Regions from separate parts of the Mus musculus genome. Here regions 2 and 3 are each linked to region 1. A link is a contact called in public Hi-C and HiChIP or PLAC-seq data. All regions are on one chromosome and are shown on one strand. The core of a region is the stretch at or near the end of the contact, and the rest is flanking DNA. Distances in the headings are between cores, read along the strand shown. Region 1 has its middle 31 kb from the start of D330046F09Rik. Region 2 overlaps 4933425B07Rik (RIKEN cDNA 4933425B07 gene). Region 3 holds the start of 4933425B07Rik (RIKEN cDNA 4933425B07 gene).

Region 1 (3,494 bases), core at 353-2,852:
AATAAATTAGGTTTGCCTGGAGAGTGACCCTCAAATACAGAAAAGCGCCATGGCTCAGAGTAACAGCACAGAAAGCCTGAAAGTCTCCAGAGATTAAAACAGGGGGGGGGGGGGGCTGAGGTCAGATTGGAGTCTGAGTGGCACTTTCCTTTCGAGCTGCGACCTCTAGCGCTACTCTTGAGAATTACAGCTCTCCCTTTTCCCGAGGGGGCGCACTCTCTCCTGGTTCTAAGCCACACTGCAACCCTACCAGCCTGGGCATGCTCTCCCAGGGGAAAGCCAGAGAGCTGGCCTCTGGATCCCGAAGCAGGCACACCACCAGCCTCTTCCGAAGATTCGATCTGGGAGTCAAGCACACCGGACGCCTGAGATTTCACCATAGACCGATGGGACTGAAAAAAGTGCTGGCCCTGGCTTTCCATTCTTTGATCACCCCTACTGGCCAAGGGAGGCTCCTGCTGTGGGCACCTGATTGCTTCCCTTGTAGGGTCTGCTATGCTTAGGGCCACCCAGCTCCCCCAACAAGAATCAGAACACCCTGAAACAGGTGTCCGCTCTGTCAGAATCCTCCACCTGGTGGACGCGGCCAGAAAGTGCTTGCCCTGCAAGCGTGAGACCCTGCTGCTGTGTTCAGTCTCTAGTACCCACACAAAGGTGAAGAAAGGCTGGGATGGCCGTGAGTGCGGGAAAGGTGGACTTCTGTGGCTCACTGGCTGGTCAACCAGCCTACTTGACAAGTTCCAGGCCAGTGAAAGAACCTGTCTTGAAGAGGAAAAAAGAAAGGAGGGGACAGCACCTGAGGGTGTCCCCGCCCACCATACGCAATGTGTGGCCACATTAATATACACACTCCAAGAAAAAAAAATGTGACAGGCACAGTGACGTCCTGATACACTGGCCTCTCTCTCTCTCTCTCTCTCTCTCTCTCTCTCTCTCTCTCTCTCTCTCTCTCTCTTTGTTTTTTTGTTTGGTTGTTGTTGTTGTTGTTGTTGTTTCGAGACAGGGTTTCTCTGTATAGCCCTGGCTGTCCTGGAACTCACTCTGTAGACCAGGCTGGCCTCGAACTCAGAAATCCGCCTGCCTCTGCCTCCCCAGTGCTGGGACTAAGGGTTTGCACCACCACGCCCAGCTCATACAGTCCGACTGGTTTGGACCATATACTAAAATTCCAGAGACCGAAAAATGCACAACTGTCCAAAGCTGTCTTTCTACCCAGAAAAACGTACTTCCAAGAAAAGAGGAGAAAGCAAGAGAAACGTAGTTACGTGTCTTGTATTGATATTAACCAAAGTCAGTCTACTTCTGCTCGAAGGGAAGTGGGCCACAGAAAACCTTCATTTCACTCCCAACAGTTGAGGCTGATCAGCAGGCAGATTGAAAATTGAAGACCAGCCTGGATGTGGGGGTCAGGGAGCAGGCTGGAGTGGGGGGCTGGGGGGGGTGTACTCCTAGAAAAGAGACTCAAATGTTTAGAGATGAACACACAGCTGATCTCCAGCCCCAGTGCAGACACTGACCACAGACGTGGTACTTTCTGAGAGACCAGAAGCTCCAGGAGGATCTGACACAGGAGCTTGGCTAGGGAGCCTTTGCGCTTGCGCAAACTCTGTTGTTTAAATAGTGTCTCTTAGTCACCACTCCTGCGCTGGGTGCCAGGATTTAACAGCCCAGTGCGATCCTATCGCAAATTTCCTGGCCCTCCTCACTTTACCTCCGAAACCTGTTTTGGTGACTGATGCAGCCTTATCGGCCCCTTCTACCCTTCCGATTGTGGATCGGATCTCCTGCCCAGCATTCCTGTCTTCAGACTGGCTGGCTGGAGGCATTTCCCTTCCCTGCTCAACAAACTTGTTTTCTGGAGCCTGGAGGACAGGAGTGGGGGCAGGGAGGAGGAAGAGTAAGCTTTGTTGGTTTGTTTCTAACACAGGCTAAGATCATTGCTTTCTGGGAAGTTTCTAGATGTTTCTGGGTATCAAACTGTTTGTTTTCCAAGGTGAGTGTCCCGAAGTTAAGGTAATGTCAGCTGAATTATACAAAACAACTCTACCTCCCTAGAGAGAGCAGCCACCAAGAGAAACACGGTCCTTGCCTTTGAGCTTGTTGAGTAGGCAGGAAAGACAGCAGAAGTCTGCCAAACACACTTTGTTCTGTTTTCTTCAATTTCCCCCCCATCCAAAGCTTACTGGTTATGAAATATTAACCAGTAAGGTTATATAGTTTCCCCTTTAATCTCAGAAGCCAATTTCTGAGAACTACATTTTTTTTCTTGTGGTGGTGGTCTCAAACTTGTGACCCTCCCGTGCCAGCCTCCTGAATCATTCACCGCATCTCTCTACTCCACGTCACGGTAATCACAGTTATAAGGGGGTATAAATTAGGGGTATAAGACGCTGAGACATGGCGTTTCCTCTAGGCAAAACTAATCTGACACATATACCAGATTTACCTGGAGGATTCTATCCCCGCTCTCCTCGGCAAGCAATTAAAACTCTGTTCTTCCACAGTCTGTAAAAACAGACTTGTAAGCAAGTGCAGATTCAGATCGCTGGATCACAATGGAGTCGATCCACAGATACATAACATCTAATAAAAAAAAAAAGTGACTACAGACCCTAAAGGACATGCACCTCCCCTGTTTGTTTAGTGGTTTGCTCCTCTTATCAGGAAAAAGAAAAAAAAGGCGTGTGAAGAATTTTGAGAGTTGAAAGATACTTGTGGGGGTGGTCTGTGGTGTGTGGTGTGTGTGTGTGTGTGTGTGTGTGTGTGTGTGTGTGTGTGTGTGTGTGTGTGTGTATACAAGCTTGCCAAGCAGGCTTCTTGCAGAATTCACTTACCAAGAGTGTAGCCTGTTGTTGTGGAATCTGGGAGGCACACACTCTGATAACTGCTCCCTCAAGAACCCCAGCCGTTACCATGTGTGAAGATGGTGAGCAACCGTTCTCATTCCCCAAGGCATGAGCCCCACGGCACCAGCAAGGAATCCCTCTCCCCGTCCGCCATGTTCATACAGCATCAACAGAAGGAGTTCCCCAGGTTGGGAAGGAACAGGACTTTGGGTCTGTGGGAAAATGGCTCTAAGGAATCACTACAAGTTTCTTCCCCTACATTTGTTTTATGCCCTATGCGCCAGGTGCCTGCAGCATCTTCCCACTTGTAGACTAAATACACCCTTTGTATAGTGTGTCTAAGCGCCCCATCCCCAGCGATGAGCAGCTTCAAACCCTCCCAACTTTAAGGAATATGATGGCCTTGGGATGCCATACAAGTTACTCCAATGAGAAAGATCAACCGTCAACGATCCTATCAAAAATCAATGAACTTCAAAATGCATAACACAGGTAAGGTTCACAGCATACCCCTCTCTTTGGGCAACACAGAGCTACTGGAAGCCCTTTTAACTAGATGTTCATATAGAAGAGAAGCATCTTACTCCATGACAAAAACAAAAAATTACAGCCCTTGACTGTTCTCAATCATCCCACTCTCAAAACACA
Region 2 (3,494 bases), core at 398-2,897, 99 kb before region 1:
ACAACAGGTATAGTCTCTAGATTACTGAGAAAAACCCATCCTGAAATCCTCACCCAACAGAGACTAGGCCCAGCTTGATCTTTAAACTGTCCAGCCAATCAATCATTATCGGCTTTACCCTCCACCCCCAGCAACCTTTCTCTGTTGGTGGAAGCTAGGGTCCTGTGAAAAACCGAGGAAAATGAGAGGAGCTTAGGGTGGGACCAGAACGGCAGGGACATCCAATCCAGCCTCCACCTCAGTGGTCGGGCAACAGAATCCTCTCAGACATTATCTGGGATGTGAATCCTTCCTGTGAGGTCCTTGATCATTGTATCTGCCACAACATCAACCTGCTCTTAAACAGTAGCACCGGTGAAATTTCTGAGCTGCTGGAATGTGCTCCCAAATGATGTGTTCTGGTTGAAATAAGTGCAGAAAGGAAAAATCTCCCTTAGCTCTTCGCAGAACTCAGAGAGGAGCAGCTCTCACTGCATACCGTTCTCCTTAGCACTCACACACTTGGCAGGTACCATCTTGCCAGTTCCTTAAGAGACTTGCTTACAGAGGTTGATACTGGCAGCCGATCCAGACTCCGAGATACAGCTGGGGTCTGATGCCTGCAGAGGGAAGGGAGTCTAGCTGAAGGTCTATAATTTACCTGTCTGATACCAGATCCCAGTGAAGGCTTCATTCACCCTCCAGAGCAGCTTCGTGATGGGGGCCCAGCCTTGGGGTGGGGGGCTATCTACCCTCATTTTAAGGCCTTGTAGTCATTTCCTCGCTAGTGTGAGGGAAGGTTTTGTACAGTTATAAAAGAATAGAACACTCTCCTCTTAGTTCCTAATATATTATGTCCTCCCCTGCCGAGTCCCGGGACTTAGTCTGGATTTGGTAACTAAAGTAATATAAATGTTAGCTAAGAAGCATTCCCGCAATATGGTTCCAATTTAGGCTTGTTTTGAAGTCTAAAGGCCCAATATGTCTCGTAGATTCTTCGCTGGACATTAGCGTTAATGTAATTTGCGGAGGAGCACAGGCCAGTGAAGAAGGGAGGCCCTAGCCCTCTTTGGATGGGATCTGGGCCTTTCCCATGGCCAGGAGTTGCCTGTGCTTGCCTAGAGTACCCTAGGTCTCGGGGTTCACTCTGGAAATTGCCCTATACTTGAGAGAGTGATAGAAGAAGCATATGGGTGCAGTATCCTGTTCCCAGAGACCTTGCCCTGACTCTGCAAAGGAACATTCCCAGGCCAAGGCAAGCCTCCCTCTGCAAGCTGTTTGCACTTTACTTCAATAACGGCTCTCCCCTAGTTTCACGCATGCCTTTTCAGAGTCAAGCTAGGCACCCCCTTGCGGGGGCGCCCACGAGGACCCCGCAGGCCAGCTCACACCCCCTTCCTAGGTGCCCCCACCCCTGCATTCCCCGTAATGAGCATCCCCCCACCCCCTTGGAACTGCCTGCCCTTTATCTTGCTGGGGGGACCCGCACCTTTTGAACTGCCATCTGTAGATTGTGTTGGTGCAGTGACTTGTTAACTGTGCCATGCTGTGAAGGAAATGGCATGATTTAGATCAAGTGCTCAGGACGGCTGTTCATAAGAAACACTTGAGCCAAGCTGTTGCTGCTCGGAGCGTGCCCTGGGGAGACGGGTTCCGTTTTGGGTCACGGTCCTGCCTTGTATGAGGGCAGGCGCAAAGCAATCCCGGACTTCACTGGGGCTGCAGGGAGGGGGGAGGGGAAGGGCATTATGAACCATGAAGCTGCCAAATTAACTTCTCACCCTTTCAACCACACTCCAGAGAATAAAAGCTGAACATGTCTGCCTCAGAACCAGGCTCGGTTTATGCCAAACAAGTTCTTTCTCTAATTTATCAGCCCAGCTAGCTATCCTAATTACGGGAAATTTCTGCTGTTTATGCAACCTCTTTCTGAAGAGGTACAATGAATAACCAGCTGGGAAATGGCTCGTGGGGAGTTTTGTGAACTGGGACTTCACCCCAAAACTACCTATCAAAGAAAATAAAAATAAACTGCTTCTGGTTCTGACGGACCAAAAAAAAAAAAAAAATTGAATGGAGGAACCACGGCAGGTAAACGTAGGTCATTAAGTCCTCTGAAATGGCAAGTATCTATATGTGAAATCTAATTAGAGACAAAGGTGAGGCCAAGACAGTGTTATAAAAAGGGAGCCTTTGGCTTCATTCATCAACTCTCAGGCTAATTCCACGGACACCCATTTGTCCATTATATGGAAATAAATGATTAGGGTCATTCTCTAAGACAAATTTACTTTTCTGCACACTCTAAATCTGTTTAGTCAGTTTAAAGGTGTCAATTATTGGAACAGGCTAAGACTATGAATTTCTTAGTAATAGCTTTAATAACGTTTTGAAATGAAAAGCAGATACCTTGAAATCAGCCTGCTTTGAAAAGACCTATGAGGGGCTCTGGTTTTCATTTGTGTGGCGTTCTACATCTGGAATCCCTTATAATTAAAACTAAAAACCGAACTACTACTTCCACCTGTCAAATGATGAAAAGATGGATGCACTAATAAGTTACTAAATAGCCCAACATGATCGAGTTTACATTGGAGTCCGCTACAGTAAAACAGAACTCTGGACAGGAGGCTAAAGGTCTCGGTCATTACTAATAACACTCTCGGCATTAGCCTGTGCGTCCTGCTGTAACTACTGGCGGGGTCTCTTAAAATAAGAGTGGCTTGTTGGGAAGTCTTTGTTTAAAAAGGAAACATAAACTTCAGAAAAGAATATTTAAAACACATAAACTGACCAGACTTTGCTTCCCAAAGTTTGTTTGCAACACTTCTGAAACTCTTTTTTCCGGGGCTTCTTATAGCAATGCCATGCAGCTGCTAAATTTGGTACGCACAAATGTCTACCAAACATTCGTGTTGAAACAAACAAACAAACAAACAAACAAACAACCCACCCTTGTGCCAGCCCTGGAGATATGGCACTGAGTAAATATGTACCTTTCTTTGTATGTAATGTAGAAATAGAAAAGCATGCAATAGTTTCCTCTTTCTTCAGAATGAATAAGCAAGTATGCTTTTGCCTAGATTCTGTTAAGAAGCGACAGCTCTCTCAAACCTCTCTCTGTCACTCCAACTAAAACAACAATGGTCATTAAGGTGCCCTTGGACTGTCACTGACATTCAGAAGGTTAATTATTCTCAAAGGTAAATCCTGAGTTGTAATCCCCTCTGAAGCTGTTGGCTGGGACTCCCAAGTTCGAGCTGTGTGGGCGGCCCCCAAAGGCTCATTCTTCTTGTTACACAAGTCAAGCTTTCCTGTCATGAAGTAAAAATGGAAATATCATATTTTGAAAAGAGCATCAGTTCTCCTGGAGGGAAAAAAAGTATTGGAGCATTTTGCTGGTGATGGAAAGGTCTTTCCATGGGCTGGGCACTGCCTGGAGAGAAAGATATCTTAAATGTCCCTTCAATACAGTGACTGCCAGTGTCACCTGAGAACAATGCCTACAGCCATGA
Region 3 (3,494 bases), core at 475-2,974, 67 kb before region 1:
GATTATGCCTCTCGGTTCTCATGACTGTAGGAAGTTGGTTACCTCTGTGGTAACCTTTGTTGTATGGTTGAAGAAACTAGGGGTTATACAAGATAATTGATCCAAATTTGCCAAACCAATGAAATTAAACTAAAAGAGGAAGGACTTGCCCTGATTCTCGGAGAACACAAACCTGTGAGCACTCTTGCTGCAATAATAATTAATAATAATAATAATAATAATAATAATAATAATAGCGAGTTAGGGATAGTATACATGCCTTTACTGCTACCACCATAGAGGCTGACGCAGGAAAGTTACAAGCTAGAAGCCAGCCTGGGCCACATCGAAATATGGGCAGAACTGAGCAGATGTCAGATCTGGAGGCAAGACTGTGGGAGACTGCAAGCTAAAGGAGGGTAAGAGGACAAGCCAACAGGGTCCACTGAGACCCAAGAAGGCTCAGAGCCATGGAGACCTCATGAGTAAGCCAGGGGGTTCAGGCAGTCTCTCTGTGCCTGCAGTAGGCCCATGGATGCTGCAAGTAAAGGTCACTCCCACCCAGAGCCAACCTTAAACAGAGTCAGGTCTGGAGTCTTAGAAAACTAGCCTTGGGGGGCTGGGGACGGGGTGGGGAAACATATGCTACACATACTAGAAACCTCTTGAGCAAAGGAGACCTGTCTCCACCCTCCTGGCCAATGAGAAGACTGCTTTCTAGGGGTATCTTTGAGGCTGAGGAGGTCTGGGCACCTGTCATACATTAGGTGGAGAGTAGGGAAGGGCTGAGTCATGCTGGGAGGCCAAACCTTCCCATCACTCCCTGCCCTGTCCTCCTTCTCCCCCACTGGAATGACTCAGAGGAACAGCTAAGGTGACTCAGAGAGAAAGCCTTCCCAGTTCCCAAGAAAACACGCACTCGGCCAACAACGAGGTGTATTTCCTTGTGGCTGTGTTATTTTAATGGCAAATGTGTCTCCATAACGGAGCCAACATCCTAGCCAAACTACTCTGGGCCAAACCACGCTGGGTCACACGGCAGGCCACTTTTAGTGGGGAGTGACTGTTTACAATAAATCCAGGCAGGCCTTAAAATGTCAATTTATTCTTCCTAAAAGCTGAACCACACCATGAGAAATGATTGAATCCATCAAGGGACTCCAAGACTCATTATTTTAAGTGGGACGACCAGTTATGAGGGATGTTAGCAGCTGGAGCCCTAGGGAAAGGCTTGTGTGACTGTGGGGAGGCCAGGGTGCCAAGACCCAGAGGTGGATGCTGCCCAATTCTTTCTTCATTTGTCCTCCTTTCTCTGATTCTTGGCTTTGGACTGCTGTGTACAACACTGCCTCTAACACCTCTCCTGGATGTGGAGTTAGGAGATGAAATATCCACTGTTGTTGTTCTAGGTCGCCAAACACAACATAGGTGACGGCTCAAAACTACCTGCAGAGATGTTTCCTTTATGGTCACTCTAACTCTCCTCCTCATCTTCCTCCTCCTCCTCCTCCTCCTCCTCCTCCTCCTCCTCTTCCCATACCCACTGCCCAAGTTTCAGAATCTCTATTAACAGGAGAGGCATCGGAAGGCTTCCAGACATCTTCCTTCCTACTGGCTTACCTTGGTCAAGACTCTAAAGAGAATGATATGGCAATTTCTATTTTCTGTCCCCTCCTTGTCCTCAACCCTGTTAGCATCGGAAGCTGTTTACAGCCAGCCTCTGAATCTATCGATGACATCATCCCTAGGCGACAAGGACCCTCATGCATCTGTTGCCATAGCAACTGGCACACACCTCCTGCACATGCATCACCTTTGTTACCTACATCACGGCCCAGATAAAGGACACAAACCCCAGTCCATAGCCCTCCTCTCTCTCTCTCTCTCTCTCCTCCCCCCCCCTCTCTCTCTTTCTCACTTCCCCTCTTTAAAGAAAGACCTCCCAAAGTGAGAAATGTGCTGGTGTGGCATGATCTGTCCAGGAATATACCACTTTTCAACTAACAAACCCAACGTTAGGTGACTACAAATAACTTCCTTGAAGCTTCCTCCCTCTTTGTCCTTTAGAGAGTCCTTCAGTGCCATCCTACAGATTAATTCACACCGGTCAGTAGGGTCTGGGTAACTTACTGGCCATCTGCACCAGTCTCTTAGGTGGTGACAGAGAGAAGAAACCCTTGTCTGAAAAAAATATTCTCTGGTAAAAAGACAGTGTCTGTTAGAGTGGGGTCCTGAGGAGTCCCCAAGTTCTTACCTGGTATTATAAAAGTGCCTGGAGCTGGGGAGGGGCTGACAGAGGAGTCTGGCAGGCTGAAGGGCCACACATTCAGTCTCTGGGCAATACAAGGCCTCAGTTATCATCTTGTGAGGATGCAGGCCCCTCGTGAGCCTCTAGCCATCCCAGAGGGTCTAGACAGAGAACTCGTCTCAGTCTTCCTTACTCCAGTATATTTTTAAGTAGGCAATCTCAACATGCATAGGTTAGCTACTGAAAAATATGCCAGCATAGGGCTGCAGAGATGGATCGTTGGGTAAACTGGTTGGCAGGAAATACGAAAAACAGTTGGGATCCCCAGCATCCGTGGGAATGCTAGGGAGGCATAGCAGCCTACTATCTACTCCAGTGCTCTAGGGATGGAGAGAGGATCCCTGGGTCACACTGGCTAGCTGGACTAGCAGGCTCATCAGGTTGTAGGATCAATGTGGGACCCAGCTTTAATATATAAGGTGGAAAACAATCAGGGAAGGTACCTCTGATCTAAACCACACACACACACACACACACACACCAAAGTAATTAAATAGTCCTCATTAGCAAGTTGCAATTGCTTTTAGCTTTTCCTTGACCCTGCTATGTGAAGAATCAAAATGACCCACACTAATGTTTGCTAATATCAGGAAGATGTAAAGTGGTTTTAGTCTGTGGAGTTGGGGGTCCTCTCCCCAAGGGACCAGGTAGACAAGGTCAGCCTCTAAGCACCAGACAGCTCCTGGTTTGCGGGGTCCTGTAAATCTGCCGACAAATGAAATGGAACTCCTGTTCTTCCCCTGACCTGTACACCTACCTCCAGAACGAACTCTCAGACAGCCTGACACTCGTGACAACATCAGGTGCCACTCCAAAATTCTACTTGAACTCACTGCCGTGGTGCATGTTCCACTCTGGTCTAGATCTCACTCGGACAAGTGTGTGCCTCAAAGGCCATGCCTGTATTTGAGAAGTTGGAGAGGTTAAGTATCTAAATACTGAAGGCCATGTCTTCAATTTACAGAAATTCCTGATCACAGAAACATTTTTCACTCTAGTACTTCAGCCCCAGACTGGAAGTTGTGGAGTCTGTCTGGGAGCCGGTTATCTCCTGACCAGTGATCCCATGGCTCCCAAACACTGAAGGCGAAAAAACTTGAATCTTCAAATACAGATTGAAGGGACAAAGCACACATGCATATGGAGAAGCCTTCTCTCACATCCCTTATCATTCTGGAGAATGCATGTCTAAGACTGCCTTATGGCT

The links. A called contact is a pair of places that touch in the nucleus more often than the background predicts. HiChIP or PLAC-seq counts read pairs in DNA pulled down with a chosen protein or histone mark.
Region 2: a Hi-C map of liver shows a contact between it and region 1, with 3 times the contacts expected there. The contact joins two enhancer-like sites. A contact is called at or near these places in 13 of 484 Hi-C or Micro-C datasets (cerebral cortex, cortical neurons, cranial neural crest and 6 more) and 3 of 9 other capture datasets (embryonic stem cells, embryonic tail and embryonic trunk).
Region 3: an H3K27ac HiChIP or PLAC-seq map of a colorectal cancer cell line shows a contact between it and region 1, with 4 times the contacts expected there. The contact joins the promoter of 4933425B07Rik here to the enhancer-like site in region 1. A contact is called at or near these places in 8 of 484 Hi-C or Micro-C datasets (the HL-1 cell line, embryonic fibroblasts, liver and 4 more), 1 of 115 datasets of contacts at active chromatin or transcription factors (a colorectal cancer cell line) and 1 of 9 other capture datasets (embryonic stem cells).

What each region holds. Positions count from the first base shown.
Region 1 is chr14:46,702,774-46,706,267 of GRCm38.p6, forward strand. No RefSeq gene overlaps it. Among named protein-coding and RNA genes, the nearest start is that of D330046F09Rik, 31 kb to the left of the region's middle. Within about 2 kb of position 1,603, at least 79 of the 459 cell types and tissues checked have an H3K27ac peak or open chromatin away from gene starts, as enhancers often do. A contact at or near this core is called in the HL-1 cell line, a colorectal cancer cell line, embryonic fibroblasts and 3 more, where this site is marked.
Region 2 is chr14:46,603,719-46,607,212 of GRCm38.p6, forward strand. 4933425B07Rik (RIKEN cDNA 4933425B07 gene) reads right to left here. Exons shown (of 5, transcript NR_046460.1): 4 at 1,469-1,525; 5 at 1-599. Among named protein-coding and RNA genes, the nearest start is that of Gm41146, 21 kb to the right of the region's middle. Within about 2 kb of position 1,648, at least 21 of the 459 cell types and tissues checked have an H3K27ac peak or open chromatin away from gene starts, as enhancers often do. A contact at or near this core is called in liver, where this site is marked.
Region 3 is chr14:46,635,699-46,639,192 of GRCm38.p6, forward strand. It overlaps 4933425B07Rik (RIKEN cDNA 4933425B07 gene), which reads right to left and starts at 1,725. Exons shown (of 5, transcript NR_046460.1): 1 at 1,600-1,725.